3 separate regions of the Mus musculus genome follow, and regions 1 and 2 are each linked to region 3. A link is a contact called in public HiChIP or PLAC-seq data. All regions are on one chromosome and are shown on one strand. The core of a region is the stretch at or near the end of the contact, and the rest is flanking DNA. Distances in the headings are between cores, read along the strand shown.

Evidence for each region. HiChIP or PLAC-seq counts read pairs in DNA pulled down with a chosen protein or histone mark.
Region 1: a contact with region 3 is called in an H3K4me3 HiChIP or PLAC-seq map of embryonic basal ganglia, with 4 times the contacts expected there. The contact joins two enhancer-like sites. A contact is called at or near these places in 1 of 115 datasets of contacts at active chromatin or transcription factors (embryonic basal ganglia) and 2 of 9 other capture datasets (embryonic stem cells and embryonic tail).
Region 2: an H3K4me3 HiChIP or PLAC-seq map of embryonic basal ganglia shows a contact between it and region 3, with 4 times the contacts expected there. The contact joins two enhancer-like sites. A contact is called at or near these places in 1 of 115 datasets of contacts at active chromatin or transcription factors (embryonic basal ganglia) and 1 of 9 other capture datasets (embryonic tail).

Annotation. Positions count from the first base shown.
Region 1 is chr5:112,046,783-112,051,566 of GRCm38.p6, forward strand. No RefSeq gene overlaps it. Among named protein-coding and RNA genes, the nearest start is that of Gm30032, 72 kb to the right of the region's middle. Within about 2 kb of position 3,474, at least 20 of the 459 cell types and tissues checked have an H3K27ac peak or open chromatin away from gene starts, as enhancers often do. A contact at or near this core is called in embryonic basal ganglia, where this site is marked.
Region 2 is chr5:112,107,834-112,112,353 of GRCm38.p6, forward strand. It overlaps Gm30032 (a long non-coding RNA gene), which reads right to left. Exons shown (of 4, transcript XR_880589.2): 3 at 3,710-3,803. Among named protein-coding and RNA genes, the nearest start is that of Gm30032, 11 kb to the right of the region's middle. Within about 2 kb of position 2,543, at least 29 of the 459 cell types and tissues checked have an H3K27ac peak or open chromatin away from gene starts, as enhancers often do. A contact at or near this core is called in embryonic basal ganglia, where this site is marked.
Region 3 is chr5:111,517,221-111,521,635 of GRCm38.p6, forward strand. No RefSeq gene overlaps it. Among named protein-coding and RNA genes, the nearest start is that of Gm36223, 10 kb to the left of the region's middle. Within about 2 kb of position 2,476, at least 50 of the 459 cell types and tissues checked have an H3K27ac peak or open chromatin away from gene starts, as enhancers often do. A contact at or near this core is called in embryonic basal ganglia, where this site is marked.

The DNA.
Region 1 (4,784 bases), core at 2,224-4,723, 530 kb after region 3:
GCACGGTGACAGAGCCCAGGGGATGCAGGGAAGTTGCTGATCCCTGAGCTGTGGCCAGCCTCTTAGAGGAACTCTCACCGACTAGGACACAGTCAGGTCCACCGGACACCCCTGATTCCCACTGCATGGACTCCGGATGAAATAACATGCCAGCCCGATTCCTGAGCTTGTCCCTGGTTACAGACTGCCATAACTGTTAGACACACAATCTCTGTCTGCTGAGATTGGCCAGTGATTGCTGTGAAAACCAAGGAAACCACAGCAAGGATTTGTAGTTGCCTAGATCTGATCCTCTTCAGAGCAGCAGCTCTCCTACGGTTGGGAAAGATCAAGTCATCTGTGTTTTTAACTTCATTAACTCCATTTAGCTTGTGCAAATGTGTGTGTGTGCACATGTGTGTGTGTGTGTGTGTGTGTGTGTGTGTGTGTGCATGCGTGTATTTATACTTGCCTGTGAATTTACATGTGTTACTGAAACACAGAGGACAATCACAGCTACTTGTCAGTGGCTTGCAATTGCTCTCTCTCTCTCTCTCTCTTTCACCTCCTTCCTTCCCTCCCTATCTCCCTCTGTGTATGTGTATGTGTTTGTGTGTGTGTGTGTGTGTGTGTGTGTGTGTGTGTGTGTGTGTGAGAGAGAGAGAGAGAGAGAGAGAGAGAGAGAGAGAGAGAGATGGTGGAGTCTCACTGTATAGAACAGGCTGGCCTCAAACTTGCAATTCTCCCACCTTAGACTCCAAACTATTGGCATAATAGACAAGTGCCACCATCTCTGGCTCTAGATATATACATTAATATATATTTAAATTTTATTTTGGATGAGGGTTAAGCCTCAAGCACCTCTGAGCTATGCCTGGAGATCTATTTTCAACATTTTGTATTTTGAGATACCATCTTCCTAGGTTGCACGGTACGACCTTGAACCCTCCCCCATCTCCCTTCCTTTCAATTTTCTAGTGTTCCTGAAGAGAGCCCCCAGGATTGGCTTATAGTTTTTGAATGTACAAAGGGGATGTTCTATGCCCTGTACCACTATTCCTCATGCTGGAGTGGAAGTAGTATTTCCAGAAAGGCTCTGTATGAGGTCAATGACCTTTCCTGGAGTAACAGGGAGGATTGTGGTCTGATCCTGAGTCAGACCCAACCTTCCCTCTGCCTGATTACCTTTCCTCAAGAAATGGCTCTTCCCTAAGCCTCAGTCTCCACATCTGTAGAAGGGGCTGCAGCGGTGAGCTCAGAGCTACAGAGCTAGGCTCATAGGAAGTGTGGGACATCTGTGTGGTCATCTGAATATGAGCTATCTCCTCAAGGTCTGTACTCTGAGTATTATTATTTTAGAAGGTTCTGGAATGTTTCAGTAGTGGGTGTGATTGGAGAAAGTGGTCACTGGCAGAGTGGGACTTTAGGGGAATTCCTGCGCCCTAGCTCCTTCCCTCCTCTCCCTTCCTGTTCATGAGGTGGGCCATCTCTTCCTTTACACTGCCACCACTATGGACAGAACCTCTGAACAAAACAAGCCCTTCTTCCCTTAAGTGACTTTTGTCATGGCAACAAGAACAGCAACAGGTACCTGCCTTCTGCTCTCAGTTATGCAGTGGGCTCAAGGGTGTAGGGGATGGTGGCTTCCTCTCACAGTGCACAGCCAGCCAGCACAACAGAGGTCCTTCTCGGGTCAGGTCCCAACACAACAGAAACCAGAGACACACAGCCATGTGTTTCTGGGAACAGGGAGGCTGTCCCAGTGAAGTCACATGGGGAACATACAACCACAACAGTAAGAGCTTGAGAACGAAGGCTAAACCTCTGGGTCATTTACTCAGAACAGTGGCTCACAGCCTCTGTCTGTTTCATTTCCCTGCAGATCAGAGCTCACACCTCTGAGATGAGACAGGTACAACCCAGGTTCCAGAACTTAAAACACAGGAAAACTGAGGCTAACCCACATTCTGGACAACACACATCTCCATGCAGGTGTCCTATGACCCGGAAGTGGATGCAGGCATTTTCCACTGACAGCTGTTGGGAAAGAAGCAGCTTAGGCCATAGAATGCTTTTCTTGTCTTATGGCTCAGGATATAGTTGCAAGGTGGTGGCTACAGTTTCAATTCCTCTTTTTTTGTGGAATTTTGCACTTGAGTGTGACAGTGCTTTTTCCTCTGAGTCTCCTGTAGCCAGTCAAAATATGTTTTGCTAACTCATGGTCTTGTGGAGTTTCTCAGGATCAAGGAAGTCATAAACCCAGGCACCGGGCTTTAATGATGAGGAGTCAGTGAAAACGTATTGCTCTCAAACACAACTTTTGAGTATCGCCCTTTCTCTGCCCTCCCAGCTCTGTTTCTCTTGCCCCACCCCTGTGTGTGTTTCTCTTCCTCTCTCCCTCTCTTCCCTTCCCTGTTTCTTGCTCCTTCTCCCCTACCCTCTCTCCTCTTCCTCCCTCTCTCCTCTTCTTTCCTCTCTCCTTTCCCCCTCTACTCCCTCTCTCCTCCCCCCTCTCTCCTCTTCCTGCCAAGGGGACCAAGAGATAAGCAGTGTTCTACAGAGGCACAGTCCCCAAACACCCAGGGAGTGTCTGCACCTGCGGGTTCCAGTCCGGGAGGCACTGGAGTCTGCTGGAGGCAGAAAGCAAGGATGAATATGGATCAGAGCTTTCTGCCATAGCATGGTGGGAGGAGGTCTAGATCTGCAAGTAGATAGCGGGCTGCCTATTTGGTAGCTTCAGTGAACTTTAGGTAGGGGCAGTCCTGGGTTACCCACTGCCCATCTGTGCTAGCTACTTTTATGTCAACTTGAGACAAACCTAGACTAATCTGGAAAATGGGAATCATAACTGAGAACTTTCTCCATAGGACTGGCCTGTGGGCAAGGATATAGGGTATTTTCTTGATCGATGATTGATGTGGGAGGGAGGGAGCAGCCCTCTGTAGATTACGCCATCCCTGGGTAGGGAATCCTGGGTGGTATAAGAAAGCATGAGCAAGCCATGGGGAGCATGCCAATAAGCAGCATTCTTCTATGGTGTCACTTCATCTCCTGCCTCCAGGGTCCAGCCTTGAGTCCCTGCTGACTTACCTCAGTGATGAACCATGATGCAGAAAAGTGTAAGGTAAAATAAGCCCTTCCCCTTCACAAGTTGCTTTTAGCCACCATGTTTCAGCACAGCAACAGAAACCCCAGCTAAGTAAGTAAGGCTCAGGATGACTCAGCGCAGGCTGACTCCCGGTTGAGGACAAGGCCCCCCAGGTGGTAGAATCCTGGTAAAGTGAGCAGGTGGGTGGGGTCGTGCTGGGATCCAGCTGGTTTGCCCCTGTCTGTAGAAACCAGCTGATCTGGAAAGAGCAGTCTATCCCCAGGCCCAACAGTCCCCAAGATGCCAAAACACAGAAAATAAAATTACGGTTTAAAAACCCTAGTGAATACTTCCCAGTTCCCTGTCTCCGTTCCTCTTTCCTCCGCCCATTCTGATTCTCTCCTGCCTCTCAGAGACTTGCAAAGAGATCTTAATCACGTGCACTCAAGCGGTTATAAAAGAGCTGAGAAAGATGCCCGGGAAGGGTGGAAGAACATCAAGAGCCACCAGGGAAGGAGAACCCCACTGATGGGCGACTAGATGCAGTTTCTGTCCACCAACGAGAAGCCCCATCCCTGCAGATCTGTGTACAGCATCCCTCCCCTGCTCTGGTACTGGTATCTGCCCGATCCCCAGACCTTCCACCGTCCCATGGGTTGGCTGTTTTACCCAGACCTAGAATTACCCAAATCCCCTTAAATACATGGTTGCAAATGAGGACGGTGGGGTGTGGGGGGGAGGGCAATAATTGTGACAGTAACTCACAGGGCCAGGCCTGACACGTCTCTAATTGCCTGCTAAAATTGTCGCTGTCTCCTAAAGTGCAAATTATCACCCGAAATGACAAGAGTAATGAATGAGGGGACTCTGATGTAATGCAACAATTAGCCCTCAAAGACACTGTCTAATGCGGAGAGGCAGGGCTCCCACTCCTCGTTATTAAGTGCCTGATAATTATTTAATTATCTATCTGCCAGCATGATTACTTGGTTTATTTAGCTGCAGATGTGGGCAGGAGCGTTAGGGTTTAAGGTCAGAGGAAGCCACCCCAACGCCGGCCACCACCTAGGCAGCTTGGGTGTTAGGGGCTACTCCTTGTCTGACACCCCTAAATGGCTCTGGCAGCCTGAACGCAGGGTCAGAAAATTGTTCCTTCTTCATACCCGGCTCTGACTCAGAGGCTGGGGCCCTGGAAGACCAGCGCTGAGGAGCTCGGTGTTCCTCATTGTAGGCAGGAGGACATGACTATCCCCACCAACCTGACTGGTGCTTCCCCCAAGCTGGGCACAGGGCCAAGTCTCACAGCAGAGTAAGCTCATGTCATCATCTTCATGTAAGGAGACAGTGAAAGCTGGAGAGGAGAGCAGGAGAGAGAGAGAGAGAGAGAGAGAGAGAGAGAGAGAGAGAGAGAGAGAGAGAGAGAGAGAGAGACTCTCGACCAAAGTCCCAGGGTAAGTGGAAGGTTGAGTGATCTAGGGTCCTCTCACTATCCCAGAACCACTTGGCCAACAAGAGGGCATCGACACATGGGTGGGTCCAGGCTTATGCTTGGCAGAGCATGGGTGAGGACTGGAGAGGGTCAGTACCCCCTCTTTCATATCACAAAATTAATGATGGGCAAAGAAGGAAGGGACCTGACCCATCTGCCCATTGGAGGGTGCTCCAGGAGGAGACACTGTGGGCTGTTCGAGGGGCTGGACACCAGCAAAGGTGCCTA
Region 2 (4,520 bases), core at 1,293-3,792, 590 kb after region 3:
TGCTCACGGAACAGCAGTTATGTGCAGGGCAATCTCAGCCACACAACCCCCAGACCCAGGCCTATGGGACAACTGTGCATGTTGCACCACTGAACTGGTCCTGGCTGGGAGTCTCCCCATGACTTCCCCACACCTCCTCCTCCTCCTCCTCAAGCCCACCCCATTGTTCCAAGACTAATTTATTTATTTTCTTCTGACTCCTCAAAGTCCATCACGCTGTGGAGTGGTCGGATGGATTTTTTAATTAATTGAAGCAAAATCAATGAAAAAGTGATTGTTCTGGGCCAGGCAGGCAGAAGGAAATTAATGGATGTCCTGTGGGGGAGGGGCGGCCGCATTGAGCTGCGGCTGGGCTGTGGGTACCTGGAGGCCAGTAACTGTCACTGGAAGGGGTGGGGGATGGAGGATGTGAGCAAGGTGACCACATTCCCCACTCTGACACCAGCAGATCTGTCTGAGTTCAGACTTTGGGGCCTCCGCTCGTCCACTGTGCCCCCACAAACCAACCCCAGTGTTGGCTGTAAGGGTTAAGCTCTCACACTGGCCCCCAGTGGCCCTTGAGGACTTGGTATAGAGGGAAATAAACCAGATGTAAAAGCACAAATATTCAGCGTCTCTGCCTACCCGGAGTACACAGACTCCAGAGTCAACGCCGCACAGCAAAGAAGACACCAGAAGCCACACACACTCTAGCAGAGGGTAAGACTTTCTACTCAGGGCAATGGAAGGCTCTGGAAATAGGTAACAATTTTCATGACCTTGGCTGTGAGCATCCAAAAGTGAGTGAAATGTTTTCTGTCACTCACCCTTGACCAAATAAATAAATAATGAATGAATGAATGAATGAATGAAAGATAGATAGATAGATAGATAGATAGATAGATAGATAGATAGATATGAGTTACCTGGTATTCTGTTGTCTACACTACCTCTGCCACTAAAATCATCTTTCTCAATGAAGTCTCTTTCCAAATCATCTGGGAGAAGCAGTCACAGGTGTTCTGACTGACAACTAGGACCCAGGCCCCTCCCATGAACCCAGGCCCCTCCCACGGACCAGGCCCCTCCCACCCCAGGTGTGTGCTTAGGGAGACACCTGTCACTGCACTATGACTCTCTATCTAGGATCGGCTCCTAGCCTAAGACCGGTTATCAACTCACAGACACACAAAAATTCCTTTTGCTATAGAAAGGAACGTGTGCACAAAGTACTCAGGTATGAGGCATGGTCACCTCTGGGGAAGGTGGAGGTGACATTATCTAGGCCACAGCACCCACTCAGACTTGAGCAGCTGAGGCAGGAACAGCAGCTGGAGCCACACTGTGCCCTGGAACCCACCCCTGACTGGATGGCTTCCATGGCCAATAATACCGATGCTAGCCAGCCTGCCATGTGACAGGGACGTCATCACTCCTGTGTCCCAGCCAACAGTCTGATGACCTCAAATATCAAGCCTTCCCGATTGCCCGTTCCTGAGGGCAGGAGAACCCAACCCATCTGCGTCTTGATGAAGGAGTCATTGGGGTTCATAGGGTTCATAGCAATCCAAAAGCTTAACTGAGTCCCCAGACAACCACCAGGATGGTGACAGAAGAATCGTTCACTACACACATCTCACAAGACATCACTGAAACCTCAAAAAGCTCACACCAGTCGATATTCATTGCACCCAAACTACAGATGAGGAAACCGAGACTCGGTGAGTAGACATCACTGGCAGATTCTGATATCCACGCCAAGTCTCTGACACCAAAGGCTCTCCATCTCCCCAGCCCATCCTCAATTGGTCTACTCTGCTTTCCCTTCTGAGTTCCTACCACACATCCACGCCCACCTGCCACCCAGCCACCTGGCCATCACTGGTAGAGCCAGGATGGGCTGCTGAGTCAGGCTCTGCCTCTGTGTGTGACCTTAGGCAAGTCCATTCACCTCTCTGATTCTTCCTCAGTAGATAGGGAGTGTGAGCAGATCTGCTGAACACAGCTGGGAAGAGCAGGGAATCCTGGGATACCAGATGTTAGCATTTCTTCTAGGCTCCACCCCACAGTTACCTGGCAACAGCCAGGTGTGCTGGCCTCAGTATAAAAGGGGCTGCCTGCCCCCTCCTCAGCCTCTTACTCCCTTACTCCCATTCCCCTCCCCTCCCTTCTCTCTCCATGTTCACGGCCAGCCTCTACTACTCTCCCTCTCCCCCTTCCCTGACCCTTTCTCTCTACCTTTCTCTGTCTCTACTACCCCCTCAACTTCCCTCTCTGTGCCCTAAACTCTAATTCTATACTATGGTACCTCAGGGGAGAGGTGCACACCCACAGAGGCACCCACTTCCCCTGCACCATACCATGCCTCTACCAAACGTATCCCTGGGTTGCCTTTCTTTTTTATAAAACCCAACACCAGAGTCCCCAGGTCTACCCTGGGCCACTCTATGACCCCTCAAGTCTCCTGTCTGCAGCCCTCACTCTTCTGCCTCCCAGCTGATGAATCCAGAACCAGGTCTCATCTATCTGCAGTCCAGTTGTGTTAGGACTAATCTCGCCCCTTGTGGCGAACGGGGCCTCGCCCCAGGCATCACAGCAAACACATCCAGTGCCAGGAGGGTTTGATCATGGGAGAATGATGTCATTTGTCAGCGATGTCCGTCCGTGGTCCACGGCCCGATGCATTTGCATTCGGAGCTGGAAGCAGAAAGACCGGGTAAGATGCAGAGGAGGAAAGGGGGTCTGCCTCTGAGTGACTGGCATGAATTATTTCGACCTAACTTACTAATTAAGACCCTCATTAGCAGCCCAAATTTGTGATAGATAGGCAGAGGACCTGGCACAATGGTTTAATTTAATGATTCCTTGCATTTACTTTGTTAATCATCTTTAGTCTGATTTAATTTATGCCGATGTGACTGTCCTCATTTCTAATTAAGGCACTGATGGTGGGGACACCCGCCATCGCAGAAGAATTTCAATCAAGTCGCGCACAAAAGCAGATACCAGTGCTTACGACCTCCGAGATGGCAATTTGCAAAACCGGCTGCTTGTTGTTTTATTTCTGCCTGAAAGGTTGGGGAGGGTCTGGTCTTTGCCTGGGGCAGATGGTTCTCGCTAACCACAAACCTTTATAACCATCGATTTTTTTTTAAGGCTCTGAAGAAGAAAACAAACAAACAAACAAACAAACAAAACCTTAGCACTTAAGTAAACCTTTCCAGGATTTACACACAAGGGAGCAGGGTCCAGAGAGGTTGAGGGGCTGGCCCAAGGTCACACAGTAAGTTAGCAAGCTTGGGAGGAGATCGTTTTAGAAACACTCTCACATCACCCTCCAAACCCCATGACCACCCACTTGGCAGACACAGCCTGATGCCCACCCAACAAACACACACACACACACACACACACACACACACACACACACACATACCTGACAGCTGCTAAGAGCCTATGGCCTGCCTGGTACTGACTTTCAACTCCCTGTGAATTCTAAGCAGTCCATGGTCTGAGTGTACACCTGATGCATGGGGCTTTCTCATATCCATAAACCATCCACACAGGGCAGTGAAGGACCAGACCCCACCCTGCCAGTCAGGGACATGGGCTCCAGCAGCAGAAGGCTGCCTAAATTCTCACAGCCAAGAAGCGAAGTTTGAACCCAGTCCACATGACTCCAGAGCCCACCCTCACGGGTCACCACTGCATGTCGGCAGCGTTGACATACCTGCTATGGCCAGTGGGTACCAGACTCAGTGAGGTACCTCACCTGATAACCACACTTCCATCCCATCCTGTGCTGAAGGCTCCCAGTCCCAGCCCTGGAAGGCAAGGATCAGAGAAATCATGTGATGTGCCCAAAATTGCACAGCAGGATACCAGTGGCCAAGCTTGGGGCCTTCCCTGACTTCCACTTTCTGACTCTGCCCCTCCCCCACCCCACCATTCCTGCATGCTGCAGTGTCTACCCACCTTCCCACCCACCCCACACCCACCCCATTCTAGTTCCTAGAACTCACCTGTGGGCTCCACTGATGGCCAAGGGTTCCCTTTATGCGTTTCCTTTTTCTAACGCCTTGCTCCACCCTTATCCCTTCCAATCCCCCAACACTAGGTAAGAGAGGAAGAAGGTTGGAGGAGAAAGGAGGTGTCCATATCAAGTTAAGCTGCTTCCTGCTGATTAGGGGCATCCTTGGGGCAAGTTTGATCTTCATCTTCAGGATACCAGCAACCAGCAGGAGGAGAAGGAGCAGGGGGAGCAGCAAGAAGAGGAGCAGGAGGAGCAGAAGGAGCAAGAGGGGGAGCAGGGAGAGCAAGAGGAGAAGCAGGAGGAGGAGCAGAAGGAGCAAGGGGAGCGGAAGGAGCAAGAATGGGGGAGGAGCAGAAGGAGGAGGAAGAGGAGGAGTGGCAGCAACATCCCCCATCACAGCCCCTCTCAGGGCTCTAGCATTTTTGCACCCACTCAAGAGTCCCCAGAATTCCAAATGTCATACATTTGCAAAAGAATCTGTAGCTAGCAAAATCATGCCGCTGCCAGA
Region 3 (4,415 bases), core at 1,226-3,725:
GGGCATTCATGCCCCTAATATTGGGAACAGACAGCATGGTGGGGTCTCTGAAGAGAGGAAACAGGATGTATGTGACAGAGTGGAGTCTGTTTGAACATAAATACTTTTCTGAGGATGGTGAGATTTCCCAGCACAAGTCTACAGACAGGCTCTCTGATTCCCAGGTAGGAGGCAGGGTAGGGGTGGGGAGCCGTGTGTGTGGTGTCTTCACTACCCTGTGGTATTGAAGACAGGTCCTGAGATTCTGTTAGCTTGGGCTTCACAGACAGTGTCTCAGTAGGTACCTGTCAGTATCCGTGTGAGGGGAGGGGCTGCTGCAGAAGTGTCTTAGGGTTACTATTGTCGTGGTGAATACCATGACCAAAGCAACTTAGGGAGAAAGGGTTTGTTTAGCTTGTACTTCCACATCATAGTCCATCACTGAAGGAAGTCAGGGTGGAAACTCAAGCAGGGCAGGAACCTGGAGGCAGGAGCTGATGCAGAGGCCATGGAGGGGTGCTGCTTACTGGCTTGCTCCCCATGGCTTGCTCAGCCTGCTTTCTTATAGAACCCAGGACCACCAGCCCAGGGTTGGCTCCACCCACAATGGGCTGGGCCCTCCCCCATCAATCAATAATTAAGAAAATTCCCTATAGGCTTGCCTACAGGCTAATCTTAATGGAGGCATTTTTTGTTTGTTTGGTTTTGTGTTTGGTTTTGTTTTGTTTTGTTTTGTTTTGTTTTGTTTTGTTTTGTTTTGTGTCTACACTCTCCTTCCCCTAGAGTTTCTCCCTGTAGCCCTGGCTCTCCTGGAACTCTCTCTGTAGACCAAGCTGGCCTTGAACTCACAGAGGTACACCGTCTCTGCCTCCCAAGTGCTGGCTCACGGATGCATTTTCTTACTCCAGGCTTTCTCCTCTCAGATCACTTTAGCTTTATGTCAAGTTGATACAAAACTGTTCAGCACATGGCTGGAGCAGCAGCTGTGTCCTGATGTTATATTCTATGTAGACACAGTGTGGATAATAACTTCATCTTGTGCCAGGGTTATACACCCACTGTGATGGCCAGTGCTAGTTGCCAGTTTAACAGAATCTAGAATCACCTGGGAGGTGGGCCTCTGGGTATGCCTATAGGGATTATCTCAATTACATTAACTGAGGTGGGAAGATCTACTCGCTGTGGGTGCCACCTTTGCCTGATTGGAGTCCTGGACTACAGGAATGGAGAGAGGGAGTTGAGCAGCAATATTCCTCTCTGTGTATTTGGACTGTGGATGTCATGTGACCAACCAGCCTCCTGTTCCAGCCACCAGGCCTTCCTTGCGACAATACACTGTATCCCTCTGGACCTGTGAGTTGAAATACATCCTTTCTCTTTTACGTTGCCTTTGTCAAGTATTTTATCTCACTAAGGAGAAAGTATCCATGCTTTCCTGTGAGCCTCCGGGCATCTCACTGATGATCTTGGCTCACTGACAGAAAAGGCCAGCTTACACACTTAGGCATTTATGCTCTTTGTGTAGGGTGCTGAGGAAGCCTGTGCTCCTCTTTGTCTCCGCTGAGCTACTAGCAGAGAGGTCCTTGGGATTGGGATTGCCAGACCCATTTTCAAGTCAAGAGCCTGGGACAAACCCTGGGAGTTCAGCCTTGTGGGCAGTATTGTCCTGGCCTGGCAGTCCTGGGTTCTATCAGAAAGTAGGATAAGCAAGCCATGAGGAGCAAGTCAGTAAGCAGCACCCTTCCATGGCCTCTGCATCAGCTCCTGCCTCCAGGTTCCTGCTGTTATTGCTTTTGGGGATGAACAGTGATGTGGAAGCCTAAGCCAAATAAACCTTGGCTCCCCATGTTGCTTTGGCCATGGTGTTTGATCATCCGAGCATCTCTGCACCCATGCATCCAGCCATCCTTCAAGCTCTTTTCCTTATTTATTTTTCTCTTTCATCCCCTTACCCATCCTCCACCCAGCCAGGCCCTGCTGAGAGGGCCCTTGGAGCCTGACTCCCCCCACCCCTGCCCCAGTACTCTGCACACACATCATCCAGAGCACATCAAAGCTGCCTTGGATTCTCAGCCTGGGCAGGAGGAGGCTCCTCTGTATATTTGCTGTCTATAGCACCTGCTCTGAGTGTCCCTCATGGTCCACCATTTCACTAAGCACCATCTCAGACTTCTCTCTGCATTTCATAAAACACCCAACCAGCAGCATGTTGGCACAACGAGGCAATAAACAGAAAATTCGATTTATTTACCCAGATAGGAAGGAGGAAGCCCTACAGCTGCCCAGATCCTTCGTACTGTAAAGGACCAGCATTCAGAGAGGCTGTCCCTAGGGAGGTTATCTGCAGAGGCCAAGTACCAAGAAGAGGCCCCACGGAGGGGCTGGCAGAACTTGACAGCCTCCCACCGCCTTCTTCCACTTTATTCTGCAGCCCCATGCAAATCACCAGGAGTCTCATTTGCATATGCACCAGCTCATTTCCATATCCCCAGCTCTGGGTGGCAGGGCCCTGGGACTAGCTGACAGCCGCCCCTTTTGTTTGCTCCTGCCATCCAGGGAATTGCTTCTCTGTCCTTCCAATTGCGGCTGGGGGAGAGAAAGAAAGAAAGAAAGCCAGAGAAAGCAGAGCAAAAGGAGGACACCCTCAGGACAAAGCGACAGTCACCATCTGGGCAGGAAGGGAGGAAACACCACTGTCTGGAGTTGGACACTAGGGAAGCTAGTGACAGAGGGCCGGGCCGGCTGCAGAGGGATCCCAGAAGTGTCAGCACTGGCTGCAGGCCCAGCCTTGTCACACACTTGGCTCTGGGATCTCTGCAGGTGACTGAGATGTGTGCCTCTGTTTCCCCCTCTGGGACATGGCTATTTCTCAGTAGCATCCTGAGCTTGTGGGGAGCTTAAGGGTGTGGATGCTGCAGGCCCATTGGTGGCCCTCACCTCTTGCTCCCTTCTTGTGTCTGTTGGGGCCCCTGGTGGGGGTGACACAGCTGTCAAATATAAGCAGAAGGCTTGCCTGCCATTCCCTCCTTTGTGAGATCAGCTTGTATCCATCTAACCTCTGTCTCTGGGCCTCAGTTTTCCCAGGGTGGTAGACTCTACCACCAGAAGCTGGTTCCATTTGCTCTGGTCTGATTTCACTGTATGGAATGAGTCTAGCACCTGGCCCAGCCCTGATGTCCTTTGTGCCTTGCATCTATGCCCATTTTACAGATGAGGACATGGAGGCCCAAGGACAGTCTTCGGCCCATGCTTTGTTGTCCTCTCCTTCCACACTACTGCTCACTGAGGAGCCCCTGGCACCATTCCTGTTCCAGCAGACCTTCTGTAAGCAAGATTGTTGAGGTCACTTGGGGTGGTCACATTAAAACCTGCACCCTGTTTCTGACTACATGACTCTCTTTGGTCTCTGTTCTGATCCACTCAGAATTCTATCTTGGCTCTTCAGTACACACCAAAACTCTTTCCTCTTCTAGGTTCTAGATGACAGCATGGTACAAGAAGTATGTGTGTGTGTGTTCATATGCATGTATGTGTATATGTGTTTCTGTATGTATATATGTGTATGCATGAGTGCATGTGTATGTGTGTGCATGAGTGTATGTTTGAGTATATATGTGTATATGTGTGTATGTATATATGTGTATGTGTGTGCATGAGTGCATGTGTATGTATGTGTAACTATGTATGTGTGAGTGTATGTGCATGTATGTCTGTGTATATGTGTGTGTATGTATATATGTATATGTGTGTGCATGAGTGTATGTGCATGTATGTTTAAGTATATATTTGTGTGAGTATATACATATATGTATGCATATGTGTGTGCATGAGTGTGTACTATAAGTGTGAGTGTGTGTTTGTATATATATATGTGTGTAAGTATATGTGTGTGAATGTATATATGTATATATTTGTGTGTATATATGTTGGTATGTATAAATGTTTGTATGTATATATGTATATGTATGTACATAAGTGTATGTGTATACATGGGTTAGTATGTGTCTATGTAAGTATATGTGTATATGTATATGTGTGTATGTGTGTACATGAGTGTATGTATGTATATGTTTGTGTAGGCATATATATGTGTGTAAGTGTATGTGCGTATTTGTATGTGTGTGAGCATATATATGCATATGTGTATACATGAGTGTGTATGTATTTATGTGTAAGTGAGTGTGTGAGTGTAGTGTATGTGACTATATGTATGTATATGTGTGTGAATGTATATATGTATGCAAGTGCATGTCTATATATGTGGAAGTATGTGTGAGTGTATGTGTGTCTGCATGTGTGTATCTGTTTATATTTGTGCATACATGTGTGAATGTATGTGGTATATGTGTGTGTTGCAAGTGAGGTCTCTTGTCCTATGTGAGCAGCCATGTGCTGTTCTCTTCCACACATGCATGTACACATATGTAGCTGGGATG